2 separate regions of the Mus musculus genome follow, and region 2 is linked to region 1. A link is a contact called in public HiChIP or PLAC-seq data. All regions are on one chromosome and are shown on one strand. The core of a region is the stretch at or near the end of the contact, and the rest is flanking DNA. Distances in the headings are between cores, read along the strand shown. Region 1 has its middle 35 kb from the start of Gm26166. Region 2 has its middle 41 kb from the start of Tsc22d2.

The links. HiChIP or PLAC-seq counts read pairs in DNA pulled down with a chosen protein or histone mark.
Region 2: a CTCF HiChIP or PLAC-seq map of the NIH/3T3 cell line shows a contact between it and region 1, with 11 read pairs. The contact joins two enhancer-like sites. A contact is called at or near these places in 1 of 15 datasets of contacts at CTCF or cohesin (the NIH/3T3 cell line), 7 of 484 Hi-C or Micro-C datasets (cortical neurons, embryonic fibroblasts, muscle stem cells and 3 more) and 1 of 115 datasets of contacts at active chromatin or transcription factors (stem cell-derived neural progenitor cells).

Annotation. Positions count from the first base shown.
Region 1 is chr3:58,251,793-58,258,467 of GRCm38.p6, forward strand. No RefSeq gene overlaps it. Among named protein-coding and RNA genes, the nearest start is that of Gm26166, 35 kb to the right of the region's middle. Within about 2 kb of position 2,594, at least 50 of the 459 cell types and tissues checked have an H3K27ac peak or open chromatin away from gene starts, as enhancers often do. A contact at or near this core is called in the NIH/3T3 cell line and embryonic fibroblasts, where this site is marked.
Region 2 is chr3:58,369,900-58,376,574 of GRCm38.p6, forward strand. No RefSeq gene overlaps it. Among named protein-coding and RNA genes, the nearest start is that of Tsc22d2, 41 kb to the right of the region's middle. Within about 2 kb of position 2,687, at least 227 of the 459 cell types and tissues checked have an H3K27ac peak or open chromatin away from gene starts, as enhancers often do. A contact at or near this core is called in the NIH/3T3 cell line and embryonic fibroblasts, where this site is marked.

The DNA of each region.
Region 1 (6,675 bases), core at 1,344-3,843:
GGTGAGATAGCTTGGGAGAGGGAGGAGCGGTGCCTGTGCCTGTGCCTATGCCTGTGCCTGTGCCTGTGCCTGTGCCTGTCTGTGTCTGTGCCTGTGCCTGTGCCTCTGACTGTGACTGTGACTGTGCCTGTCTGTGTCTGTGTCTGTGTCTGTGTCTGTGTCTGTGTGTGTCTGTGCCTGTGCCTGTGCCTGTGCCTGTGCCTGTGTCTGTGCCTGTCTGTGTCTGTGTCTGTGTCTGTGTCTGTGCCTGTGCCTGTGCCTGTGCCTGTGCCTGTGCCTGTGCCTGTGCCTGTGCCTGTGTCTGTGCCTGTCTGTGCCTGTGCCTGTGCCTGTGCCTGTGCCTGTGCCTGTGCCTGTGCCTGTGCCTGTGCCTGTGCCTGTGTCTGTGCCTGTCTGTGCCTGTGTCTGTCTGTGTCTGTGCCTGTGCCTGTGTCTGTGCCTGTCTGTGTCTGTGTCTGTGCCTGTGCCTGTGTCTGTGTCTGTGCCTGTGCCTGTGCCTGTGCCTGTGCCTGTGCCTGTGCCTGTGCCTGTGCCTGTGCCTGTGCCTGTGCCTGTGCCTGTGCCTGTGCCTGTCTGTGTCTGTGCCTGTGTCTGTGTCTGTGCCTGTGCCTGTGCCTGTGTTTGTCTGTGTCTGTGTCTGTGTCTGTGCCTGAGCCCTGTGCCTGTGCCTGTGCCTGTGCCTGTGCCTGTGCCTGTGCCTGTGCCTGTGCCTGTGCCTGTGCCTGTGCCTGTGCCTATCTGTGCCTGTGTCTGTCTGTGTCTGTGTCTGTGCCTGAGCCCTGTGCCTGTGCCTGTGCCTGTGTCTGTGCCTGTCTGTGCCTGTGTCTGTCTGTGTCTGTGCCTGTGCCTGTGTCTGTGCCTGTCTGTGTCTGTGTCTGTGCCTGTGCCTGTGCCTGTGTCTGTCTGTGTCTGTGCCTGTGCCTGTGCCTGTGCCTGTGCCTGTGCCTGTGCCTGTGCCTGTGCCTGTGCCTGTGCCTGTCTGTGTCTGTGCCTGTGTCTGTGTCTGTGCCTGTGCCTGTGCCTGTGTTTGTCTGTGTCTGTGTCTGTGTCTGTGCCTGAGCCCTGTGCCTGTGCCTGTGCCTGTGCCTGTGCCTGTGCCTGTGCCTGTGCCTGTGCCTGTGCCTGTGCCTGTGCCTGTGCCTATCTGTGCCTGTGTCTGTCTGTGTCTGTGTCTGTGCCTGAGCCCTGTGCCTGTGCCTGTGCCTGTGTCTGTGCCTGTCTGTGCCTGTGTCTGTCTGTGTCTGTGCCTGTGCCTGTGTCTGTGCCTGTCTGTGTCTGTGTCTGTGCCTGTGCCTGTGCCTGTGTCTGTCTGTGTCTGTGCCTGTGCCTGTGCCTGTGCCTGTGCCTGTGCCTGTGCCTGTGCCTGTGCCTGTGCCTGTGCCTGTGCCTGTGCCTGTCTGTGCCTGTGCCTGTTCCTGTGCCTGTGCCTGTGCCTGTCTGTGCCTGTGCCTGTGCCTGTGCCTGTGCCTGTGCCTGTGCCTGTGCCTGTGCCTGTGCCTGTGCCTGAGCCTGAGCCTGTGCCTGTCTGTGCCTGTGCCTGTGCCTGTGCCTGTGCCTGTGCCTGTGCCTGTGCCTGTGCCTGTGCCTGTGCCTGTGCCTGTGCCTGTGCCTGTGCCTGTGCCTGTCTGTGCCTGTGCCTGTTCCTGTGCCTGTGCCTGTGCCTGTGCCTGTGCCTGTGCCTGTGCCTGTGCCTGTGCCTGTGCCTGTGCCTGTGCCTGTGCCTAATCCTGAGCCTGAGCCTGAGCCTGTGAATAGATCTACAACTGAATAACCTGCAGCTAAGCCTGACAACCTAAGTTTGATCCTCAAGAATCCACATGGTGGAAGAAGAGACTAATTCCCAAAAAGTTATCTTTTGACCTATATAAACACACACAATTAATTATTTAATTAATGTAAAACTTGTTTTAAAAGGTACCTAAAATGTACCTTTTTTAGCAAATCTCAAGTGTGCAGCATTCCTCCAGTCCTCGTAGTGAGCATTAGTTCTTCATTCTCCTTCATCTTGCAGAACCACAACTGTGTTATCCTTCTTGATTCTTTTATCCTGATACGCTGACTATCCATTTTCCTGAGGTGCCTGATTTTATTTCAGATGCTACATATATGTTCCCAGTCAATGTTTTTCCTTCCTATGTCTGGCTGGCTTGACTTTGCTCCCTGGGCTCATCTGTGTTCTCAGAAATCACAGATCTTCTTACTGAGGCTGGACAATATTCTACTGTGTGTATACGTGCTATGTTTCTCCATCTCCTCTGCTGATAGACACTTAGGTTGTTTCCGTCTCATGGACATTGTGAATGATGCTTCAGTAAACGTGGGCGTACAGCTATCTTCCCGAGGTGGTGATTTCATTTCCTTTGGGTGTATGCCCAGAAGAGCGATTGCTGGGCATACAGTGGCTCTATTTTTAATTTGTTTAGGAACCTTTACACCATTTTCCACTGTGGCTGAATCAATCTGTGTTCCTACCAACTGCTCCATTTTCTGCGCATCTCTCCCAAAATTATCTCTTCCCTTTTTCTAAATCCTAGACACGGATTTACTACATGGTGGTGTCTCTATTAACTATCAACAATGTATGAGTCACATCTTTCAATGTTTTTTCATGAATGCAAGGCTGGAATCTAAACCTGTTGGGGAGAACTTAGGAATCTTTTCATTTTTTTTTTAAATTATTCTTAAATGTCCTGAATGGAGCTGATTCTTTTATAAATCATTCTTTGTGGTCCTGACTGAGTGTTAAAACTTGTTATGTTGAGAAAGTTTACTAAAAAGAGACTCCAAGCCACAGAGAGAAAAAAATATTTCTATAACTTACCACAATCTGCCATTCCAATGACTGGAAAATGTAGAAAACCTTCTCTGACTTTGAAAAATAAATGTTTTCTTTTGTAAAAGTACCATCCATACAGTTACTCGTTCCATAAACAAATATCTTCATCCTTACCACCTGTGTTAACAATCCTAGCAAACCAAAGAGACATTCAGAGGCTCCTAAATAGAATCCTGAACATCAAAATGGAGTAATCTGTGTGGAATGATTAAATAATAATAATGCCAAGAACACAAATCTCTCTCTCTCTCTCTCTCTCTCTCTCTCTCTCTCTCTCTCTCTCTCAATTCAGTAATTTTTTATTATCAGTCACATGCTTCATAGGAAAAATGTAGGGAAAGGGTCAAGTCTTTAAAAAAAAAAAAACCTATCCAAACAAACCAAAAGCAAGTTTGTACACATCCTTCTATTTAGTAGCATGAGCAGGGCTCTTCCCCGCAGGAGCCTCAGCAGCTACGCTTGTCTGAAGTATCTCTTTGCAGCTGCAACCCTAGGCAGCAAAACCTCAGGGGTTTTGCAGGGGGAGCTTTTGCACAGGCTTCTACAAGGACACTGGGACATGTGCAACAGCCAGGTGCTTCAGGAGTCATTGGCACCTACTTAGAACAGAAGCAGCACCCAAAGTCAGAAAACAGATGCATCCAGATGTGCTAGATCTTGGAGACAAGGTGGAAAGGACTCACGGGTTTTAGGTGCTTAAAATCTAAAATGTTTATGGCTAAAACTATGGGGAAAATACAGCCAGAAGTATCATGCTAACTGTCCAACACTCTCTGCAGCAAGAACCACCTGATTTCAACAAACGTTCACTGATCTCTGGCTAGCAATAAGATGTCTTGAGTAGACTAACAGAGCCGTGTTTGTGCCCTCTATCCAAGTTGCTCACAGCCCAGTGGGGGTGATTCACTCTGTGCCCCCATTCCAGTCAACAGATTGGAGTCACAAGATGAATGTCAAAATTCAGAGAACAAAAATTGGAAAAATCTTCCGATGGCTGTCTGAGACAAACTTTGAAAACAATGACAGAGCTAGTCAGGAAAGGAAGAACTAGGGAGGAAGGAACCTGAAACAGTGGACTTCCCGACATTAATACCACTTAGTCTACTATTGAAATAGTTTGGGTTTGCTTGTGAGCATGCTTGGTTTTGTCTGTACAGGGTTGTATCTTTAGGTCAGAAAATGGTGCTGGGAGGAAAACCCACTAAAGGGAGGGAACCTGAACCAGACACCTTAAAAAAAAATGGCTCAATTGCTGACCACCTCCCAGGTGAGTTAGAAGTGATGGATTACAGACAAGGCACTCCTAGTAGCCACCAACAGGGAGCCCAGATTTGTAAGCTACCTATAGATAGAGCTATTGGCCTTTCCCTTGATCACCCAGTGTTCTTTGCAAAGGTTCTATAATATATTGGTAGAAAATAGGAAAGCTGTGGAAAAAATACATTTTTAAAAATGTATTTATTTGAAAATTTGTTGAGTTGCTTTATTTGTCATATATTTTTTAAGTACTATTTTTTTATTGTTGTTGTTGTTTTAGGTTTTTGGTATTGTTTGTTTTGTGTTTTGTTTTAGGAGAACTTGAGTCTTTGGTTTTTGTCTGGATTCCTCACTCGCTTATCCCAGCTCTAAGTTGGAAGCACTCAACTTCGTAGAAAGGACCGACCCATTACCACGAGGGACAGGCCCTGTCAACCGAAGGGAGAATAAGATGCCAGGTCACTCATGAAAGGACAGAGGAAGAGTACTCTCAGAAAAGCTTCAGAATAGACCATTTAAATGGCCCCAGTGTCTGAGAAAGAGCTATCTCAGTACACATTAAGTTGTTGTATAGTGCCCAAGAACAGAGTGGGGAGCAGTGCTTGACCTGGAATTCAAAGGAGCTCTGGAGGCACCTGCAACAGCACACGAGAACAAGACTGTAGGTGTCCGAGACAGGATGGAACTCAGCTTCACTGGTAAACATCCGGATATGTCGGACAGTAGAGTCAACCTAGTTCTCTATCTCCAGCCTCATATTCTCTGCCTGCCTGAAATAAGAGCAAATATTGGTTGAACATTTACTATGAATGTTTCCCAGCTTTTCCACAGGAAGTGATAGATGAGTGAATTTTAATCTATTTTTTTAATAACGGAACATTTCCATAAAATAAGGTCTCTGATGGCTCCCCTGTACACACACAGAGGGAAGGGGCATGCATATTTAGAAGTTGAAAGGTGAACCATTTCCTCACACAATATCAGACTGTGGCTGCCATTGTATTGCTGAACTATAATCTATCACACATTTGAGAAGCAAACTATTCTCACTAGGTGAGTGTTTTTTGTTTAGAGTTTTATTTTTGTCAATGTGAGGTGACATATTTAGACCCAATTTGGTCTCAAACTCATGGCAATCCTCCTGTCTCAGATTTCCAAGTGATGAGATTGCAGGCATGGGCCCAGCCTTAATTTTTAAAATAACAAAATTAATCCAATCAAATGTATATTTGTGGATCCCTAACTTTCTTCTATGGCCTCCTTGGTTTCTAGTTAAAAAGTTGCTAGGTAAGCGTTGCTTTGAATCTACTTCTGAGTCTGTACCAGATGGTTTAAAAAAATAAAACAAACACACACACACACACACACACAAACTGTGAAAAACACAGAGCAATGGCCGTTCTCCCACATCAAGTAAGATGGCTTCTTTTTCCTTTCCTAGCAGAGCCCTGGTTTCTGATCACATCAAGATCTAGCACTGTGAGGAATCTTAGTTTAGTTCCTTTTTTCACATGTTTTTGGGGCCAAAATAATACAACAACTTTGATGACGTCATGAAACTTATAAGTTCTAGCTTAACCACTTAATGTAAATCTGGGTTTTACCAGAAGCATCATGAAAGGAAGGCGAGAGGGCAGGAGGGGAAGAGGGAGGGAAGAAGGAGGAGAGAAAGGACAAGTTAGAACAAAAAAATAATGCACTTTGTATGAAGGACTAAAGACCCATAAAACCCAAGAATGTTTTCAGTGCTAGGGATTGAACCCAGAACCTTGTAAATATTAAGCAAGTGAAGTACCACTGAGCTACACTCCCAGCAGTCATTTAAAAAAAAATGTGCAGTATTTTTTTTTTTATATATATTCTCTGGGAGTTTCAGGCATTATATACGTATCCACTCCCATTTCCCCCAAAACCATTTAATATGCTCATCTCCCAACTAATTCCCTCTTCTTTTTTCTTTCTTTAAACAGCACACTGAGTTCAATATAGTGCTGCCTGTATGTGAAAGGATGGAGGCTATCCACTGGAGCTTGGGCAGCCTTTCTATAGCCATGCCCTCAGCCAAAGAAAAAGATGACAATGAGGAAGTAGAAGAAAAGGAGGAAGAGGAGGAAAAGGAAAAGGAGAGGAAGATGATGAGGAAGAACACGATGACAAAGAGGAGGATAAAGAAATATCACCCCTCTTCTCCCAGTAGCTATCATCTGACAGTAACTCCTCAGTGTGGAATGGGGTCTGAAGAGCTCCTCCCCATCTGGAATTGTGGCTGGCTTGATCTGTGCAGGTCTTATTCAGGCAAGCACAGCTGTTGTGAGTTCACGAGAGCAATGACCATGTCAAACACAGAAGACACTATTTCACAGTGCTCCTCCCCATTCTCCAACTCGTGTGCATGTGTGTGTGTGTGTGTGTGTGTGTGTGTGTGTGTGTGTGTGTGTGTCTGTGTCTGTGTCTGTGTCTGTGTGTATGTGTGTGTTTTGAGCATGTGACAGCACACGCAAGTGGAGGTAAGAAGAAAAACTGCACCATCAAGCAGGTCCTGGGGATTGAACTCTGGTCATCAGGGTTGGCAGTAGGTATCT
Region 2 (6,675 bases), core at 1,437-3,936, 120 kb after region 1:
ATGTCTGAATAAATGAAGTGAACTTCTTCAGACCACATCCCAAAGCACTTAATGATCAAAAAAACAAAGAGGACTCATTTATCTTAAGGAGGTCTTGGCTATAAAAATCTCTCTAGACACTGATTAGGATCACAAACAGTGTGAGTAAACTCGTCCACTTTGAATCTTTTCTTCATTCAGGAATATAAACTTAGAGTTGGGAAGACCAGATGACATCCGTGGCTTCCTGCCCACTGAGTTGGGACAGTGAGCTTCAGATGAGCTTTAGCTTTGCATCCAGAGCCATTGGTTGATCCACATGGGTGAGTGTACCTCTGTTAAAGGGCCATTCATGAACCCACGCATGCCGGCTGGTAGTAGAGCAGTAATTGTGACGTCCCCCTTTTTAATTCTGAGACTTATACTTTTCCTCTACATTCTATTCTCTCATATTAAAAGTAATACAAATCCTTGATTATCCCTGTGGATTTTTATAGAAGAGTCTCATATTTCATAAGAACTGTGTTCCCTGGAGCAAGATTCATGACTACATGGTCTTATCTCTTAATCACATGCTAGTTCCCTGTGTGGACTGTCCTTTCTCTAACCTCTATGTCAACCCTTAAAATTCCACCAGTCTTTCTAGTTCTAGCCAAGTCTTTCCTCCTTCCAGAAGGTTCCCTATAGAGGACTTGCTTCCCTGTTTGAACAGCCATATCTTACAGTCTTTTCACTGTATGGTATTGACTAAGATATGTCATACATAACTTTCACTCTCTTCTTCTCCAAAATAAATGTTCTTTAAATTATTAAAGGGTAGTGTTTAATTTTTGTTTAATAGAGTAAGAGTTTCAACTTACCCCAGGCTCTTGCTTTTTGAAAACTCTGAAATGTTTCTGAAGTATTCAACCTGTTGGTTTCTTCGTGTGCTTGCCTTGTGCTTATTATTGGTTTCAGTGTTTGTAAACTGTTGCATTTTAAAGGCAGGGGTGCCTTCCATGAAACTAGTAGGTTACATAGCCTAGTGCCTATATGTTTTCCCCTTTAACAAAATTAAATCCACTTACCAGATGCATTTCTAGAGCCTCCTGAAAATATGTGTCATGCTTATGTGTGGCTGCATTCCAGAGAACTGAATATGTGCTACGGAGCAAGAGCTGCGCTAGGGGCAGGGAGAAAACCCTTACAAGGCAAGAGAACTGAGGGGACTCTAAGCTCTGGGCTAAATGAAGAATGAGGCAGTGCTGTTTCAAAATGCTGAGTCCAGTAAGAAAAGAAAAAGAATTGAAGTGAGAGAGGTGTCTGCCCATACCCAGCAGATCACAGACTCATCAAATAGAGAAGGAGCTTCGGGGCATCTAGATTTACATTCTTAGTCAGAGCACCACCCTAGGTGGTTTCTAGGCCATTTCTTACCAGCCTCCACTCCTTGAGAGATCTTCAGACTATCTCAGAGTCCCTTGAGAAACCATCCCTTCCCTCGACTTCCCTATTGTCCTGTGGCATGAGACCTGCAGTACAGCTCTAGATCCGAGGGAGGTGAAGAGGAGGGAGGGTATGACTTTGCCACTCAGAAGTTGACAAACTGCCTGACCCCTTACAACTTTAGTTTTCTGCCCCTATAAACCTATAAACCTAGCCAGTAATACCTACGATCTGGTTCACACGTTAGTTGTTGCTCAACAAACAGCAGCTATTGAAACAGTACAGCACTGTGTTAAATGCATGGAATGTAGAGCCAGGCAGGGATGGCACCACACCTCGACATCTGCCTCTGTGTGGCAGAACTTTCCCATCCCAGGTTCCCGATCTCCCATACAGGGATGATAAGGATCATTTCACGGGCAGGGTTAATGAAGGGATGGCATGGCTCTTGTTCAGAGCTGGTTACATTACAAGCATTCAGTGGACGGAGGAGCAGTAAGTGGAATTGTCGTTATCACAATAAGGCAACGGGAGGCAACAGCTAAGACTGGTGAGCTGCTACTGAGCTCTCTGCCCTCAGTCTTCCTTGATTGTGAGATCTTAGCATCTCCATTCCCTTCTCAGTAGCTTAGAGACATCAGTAGTGGCTGTTTTGTTGGACTAAACCCACTGGTATATGCTCATTCCTTACAACACTGGCACACAGTAAATAATGATTATTGGACATTATCATCATAAGTTGCCCTCCTATCTCTAGTTTAGGGGGCATTTCTATCAGTAGTTTTAGAGCATGAGATTTTAAGCAGTTAAATAAATTGGAAGTTTGAGTGTTCTCTGATGACTAATCTAGACTACCATTTCCCCTGGAAATAAGTCAGGCTTTCAGCCATAAGCGGTTTGCAACTGGGCCCCAGCTGACTGTTTCTTCAGTGTGGACGTGTAAAGCAGACAGTGAACTGCGTCTTATAAATCAGTCCTTCCAGAGAGAGACAACAACATTGTCATTGTCTCCTTTCTCTGGCCCTTCATCTTAAGGGCCAGCCCTGTGGAGGGAAGAGACTTTTACAGTTAGACACATTGCTCACTCCCCTCCTGGGCTTCAGCCTGGGCAGTAGGACACTCCGAAGCTCCAGAGTGTACTGCAGAAACAGCATAAGCCACTCATTTAGGTCTGGGAAAGCTTTACAGCCCAGGAAGCATTCTCACCCCCACCCTCCCTCTTGTCTTCAGCCAATAATCTGGCAACTCAGTGATGTCACCCTGCTGTTATGCAAAATGACTTAACTGTTGGAAAGGTGACAGGAATTCCAGTGACTGCAGGATCACAATGAAACTGCTTAGCCGCTCACTTAGTCATATTACACATCACCGATAAGTCACTTTCGAGCTGTGATTAACCAACTGTGCAAACAGCACCACTGTCAGAACAGAAAAGTCAGGGCCCGTGCCTTATGCTCTAAATGATCATATTCAGTTACTGCAGTGTCTGAATCATGCCATCGAGGTGACCATTGAACATTCCAGGAACACCAGGCCTTAGAAAGGAACAGCTGTAGGAAAGACAGCACTTTCTAGCCTTAATTTTCAACAGAACATTTATACAAAATTACTTTGCCCGTCTCTTAAAATTAGTCATTTTAAACTCTTGACGATCTTACCAGTCGAAAGACAGTGGGAAGAGGAGGAGCCTGTGCCCTGCTCCGTGAGAGCAGGAGCTGCCAAGCCTCGTTTCTTTTGCTCACACAAACTGACCTCTGTCACTGGCCACAGGAGGTAGGTATCAACTTGTTCTACAGTATCAGTTGTTAAAACAATGCTTACATTTTTCTCATTTCTGATGTGTGTGTGTGTGTGTGTGTGTGTGTGTGTGTGTGTTTAACTAACCAACCCTGAAAAGCACAAAAGGAAGGAAACTCTTCACCATCCTTCCCTCCTAAAACTTAATACAACATAAATCCTTACCTGGCATTGTGGTAGGTGCTGGGCACTGAAAGACTAAAAAGACTCCCACACATGCCCCCGAAGGAGTCCACAGCGTAAAGTAATAGGGTGACTGACTCAAAAGCAGGCACTTAGCAGAAGCTGCGAATGTGAGCTGGAAGGAGCAGAGGGGTTTATCAAGGCAGATTATCCTAGAGCAGGCTACTCAAAGCTTAGTCCAGCAGATGACCGAAGAATTTATAAACTATGAAGACTAACTGAGAGCAAAGCCTTAGAAACGTTTAGAGCAATGTGACAGAGGAAATGCATTTCTGTTGGGAGTCAATAATTGTTTTCAAAATAGTGTTTTTATTGATTCCTTAAGAATTTCACTTTGTACACCCTGATTGCTCTCACTTCCCAGTCCTTCCATGCCCTCTTCCTCCTTTTCTCCTCCTCCAACAACAACAAGTCCAATTTGTATGGCTCATATACTAACTGGAGCATAGTTAAACTCCCAGTGGCCTGCCCCCTAAAGAAAATTGAGTTTCTCATCTGTGCCCTCCTCCAGAAGCCATCAGTTGTGAATTTTTAAGAGTTCTCTTTCGATGGTTCCTAATTAGGCTGCTACATCGAGACATCGGGAGGGATTATTACAGAAGCCTTCCAAGTCCCTCTTTCTCAGTTGGGCATCAGCAGTTATCGACATCACAAAGTAGCTTTCCTGCTCTTTATAGTCACCTGGAGCTTGGACTAAGGACTTTTCCCCATGGTTTCTGGCAACAGCACCGACCATGAATACGGGCCCTGGTACAGTAGGACCATGGCCCTAGGCAAAGTTCTTGGAGGCAGCCTAGACGGTGTATATCAACATGGCTTCAGTCTGCAGCAGGTCCCTGGAGCCAGACTTGGCCCCAGACAGCACCACAGCTTCAGGTGGGTAGCACACACCAAGCACGGCCCCAGGGCATGGCACAGACCAGATAGCCACAGAGCATTAGATGTGAGACAGGCCACCACCTGGCCCCTGGCCCCTGGTCCCTGGCCCCATCAGGACCACTGACCCACACATAGTCCTCATCCACATCACAGGACCGTGGTGGTCCTTCACGAAGGTCTAGTCCAGAAAGTGAAGCCTTCCTTATCTTGGCCTCTGGCACAGCCCAGAGTCTGAGAGATCCCACGGCCAGGGAGCAAGTTAGGGGTTGAGTCTGTGTCTTTGTAAATTCCATACTGCTACCCACTACCCAGCTGACCACACTGCACCTGTTTCACGGTGGACTCCAGTGCTCCTCACACCTGTCACCGGCATCATGTCTCCTTTCTACATTAAGTCATTCAACAAAATAGATGTTTGCTTTCATTTTCAAACATTAAAAAAAAATTGAGAAAAAAAAATGTCTTTCTGGATACAAACACAAGGATGATGGTAGTAAAATAGAAACAGAAACCAGTCCTAGGAAAGAGTAAGCATTCAAATATCAAGACAAACAGAATTTCTCTGATTTAGCGTCAGCCTTGACTCTGAGCTTTCTGCCCTGGGAGGAAGAACTTCAGAGTCACAATCAGTACAATTTCTGTTTTTATGATGAAGAAAGAAACATGTAAGTTTCTCAGCAACACATTTTTCCTGCCAGTAAAATCTATTTTGAAAAGTTTTAATGCCAAGGACAGCAAATGTTTGCGGTATGGTAGACATCAATCTAAATAGCATTTGTATAATAAACACATGAGTAATTTAAACTGTCTCTTACAGAGATCCTCATCAGTGAGTGTCAAGATATAACCGGAAGACTTTACCCAATCCAAGAATAGAACTTAGAAGACCCTAGAGGGGTAGATGAACGGCATGTGTTTTAAGGTTCTTAATAGCTCTCTCAGCCGAGCTTGTACAGGTAGTGTAAAGTCTCTTATTATCTGAAAAGTTATTCTATTCTTATTGCTGATTGCAGATCTATAATAAAACTCACAGTCTCAAAACAAAAGAAAAACAAGCAAAAAGGTCATACTTCATGCACACATTCCTTTTGACACTGATATTAGGAAACAAATTTATGTAATATTAGGTTATATATAATTATGTAATATTAGGCATCCTAGAATGGCTATTACTTTAGAAGTTATAAATAACATTTAATGTTCTTATTAGTCTTTACTTCATTGTCTGAATTGCTTTAATAAATATTGCAAAAGCTTCTGGTAGTGAGATGGATTGTTTATCAAAATATTATTACACTATATCCAACAAAAATTTCCTGGGATAAAATTTTCTTTCATAATGTAATCTATTTAAATAAGCAAGAACTCGCTTCAAATGTAATATGCACATCTTGATCACGTTTGTAAGATATATTTGAATATTCATAGCATGTATATATTATTATAAAAGCATTAAGAATATATAATAAAAATATAAGCCCTTGTTATCATTTAGTGGCAAAATTGGGATGATTTTTTTCTCTTTATTTGTTTACATAATTGAATGTTCTATAATTGTACTTGTTTTATCTTTTCAAGAACAAAATAAGGACATTAGTATTTTACATAAAAGCCACAGAGAGGCAGGGGCAAATAATGTCTCTGTCATCCCTTGAGGCAAATGTGCTAGGAGCTCACCCTGTAGAGCACCTGCCTCCCACCACAGCCTAAGAAAAAGCACCATTTAAATTGGACATGAGTCCATGTTTGTCACATTAACAGCCATGTGACTCTGTCGTTCTGGGATCACAGGGCCTCTTCGTGCTAGGCAAGCACTATCCCTGAGACACACCCCCAACCAAATTATAAATTTGATCCGCTAGTCCTCATCCCCACCCTCAAAGTAAAATAGACTGGATGGTTGTTAGCATTAAATGAAATCTCAGATAAAAACTAAAATACTTAATAAATATAACATGCTTGTCCTGGCTCTGTGCACACTGTTTTCTTCCCAGTTGGAGTTTCTCAATATATATTTGCCTTCTGTCTAATCCAACGCACAGTCTCTCTTTGCTCATGTTTACTACATAGGAGCAAAGAAGGAGATTTAGAAGACAGATTTACTGCAATTCACTGAGTATTAGGCACAGTCCCTTTGCTTAAGACAGCTTACATATTTTCCAAATACAAAAACACCCGTGAGTTGTCTGAAGTTCCCACTTGATTTTTAACGCATTTGCCTCTTGTTGAGTCCCTTATATAAGTTAGCTGTATTGCTCCTGTTCCTATCTCCCCGGGCCCCTACATTATAAGACCGGATGTTTGGCATGTTACATCACCATCATGCTGGAAGCACATTTTCAAAACATCAAGACATTTGGTACCCTAGAAATGTACGTTTTATTTTTCTACATCTTGTTCTGCATGGCAACA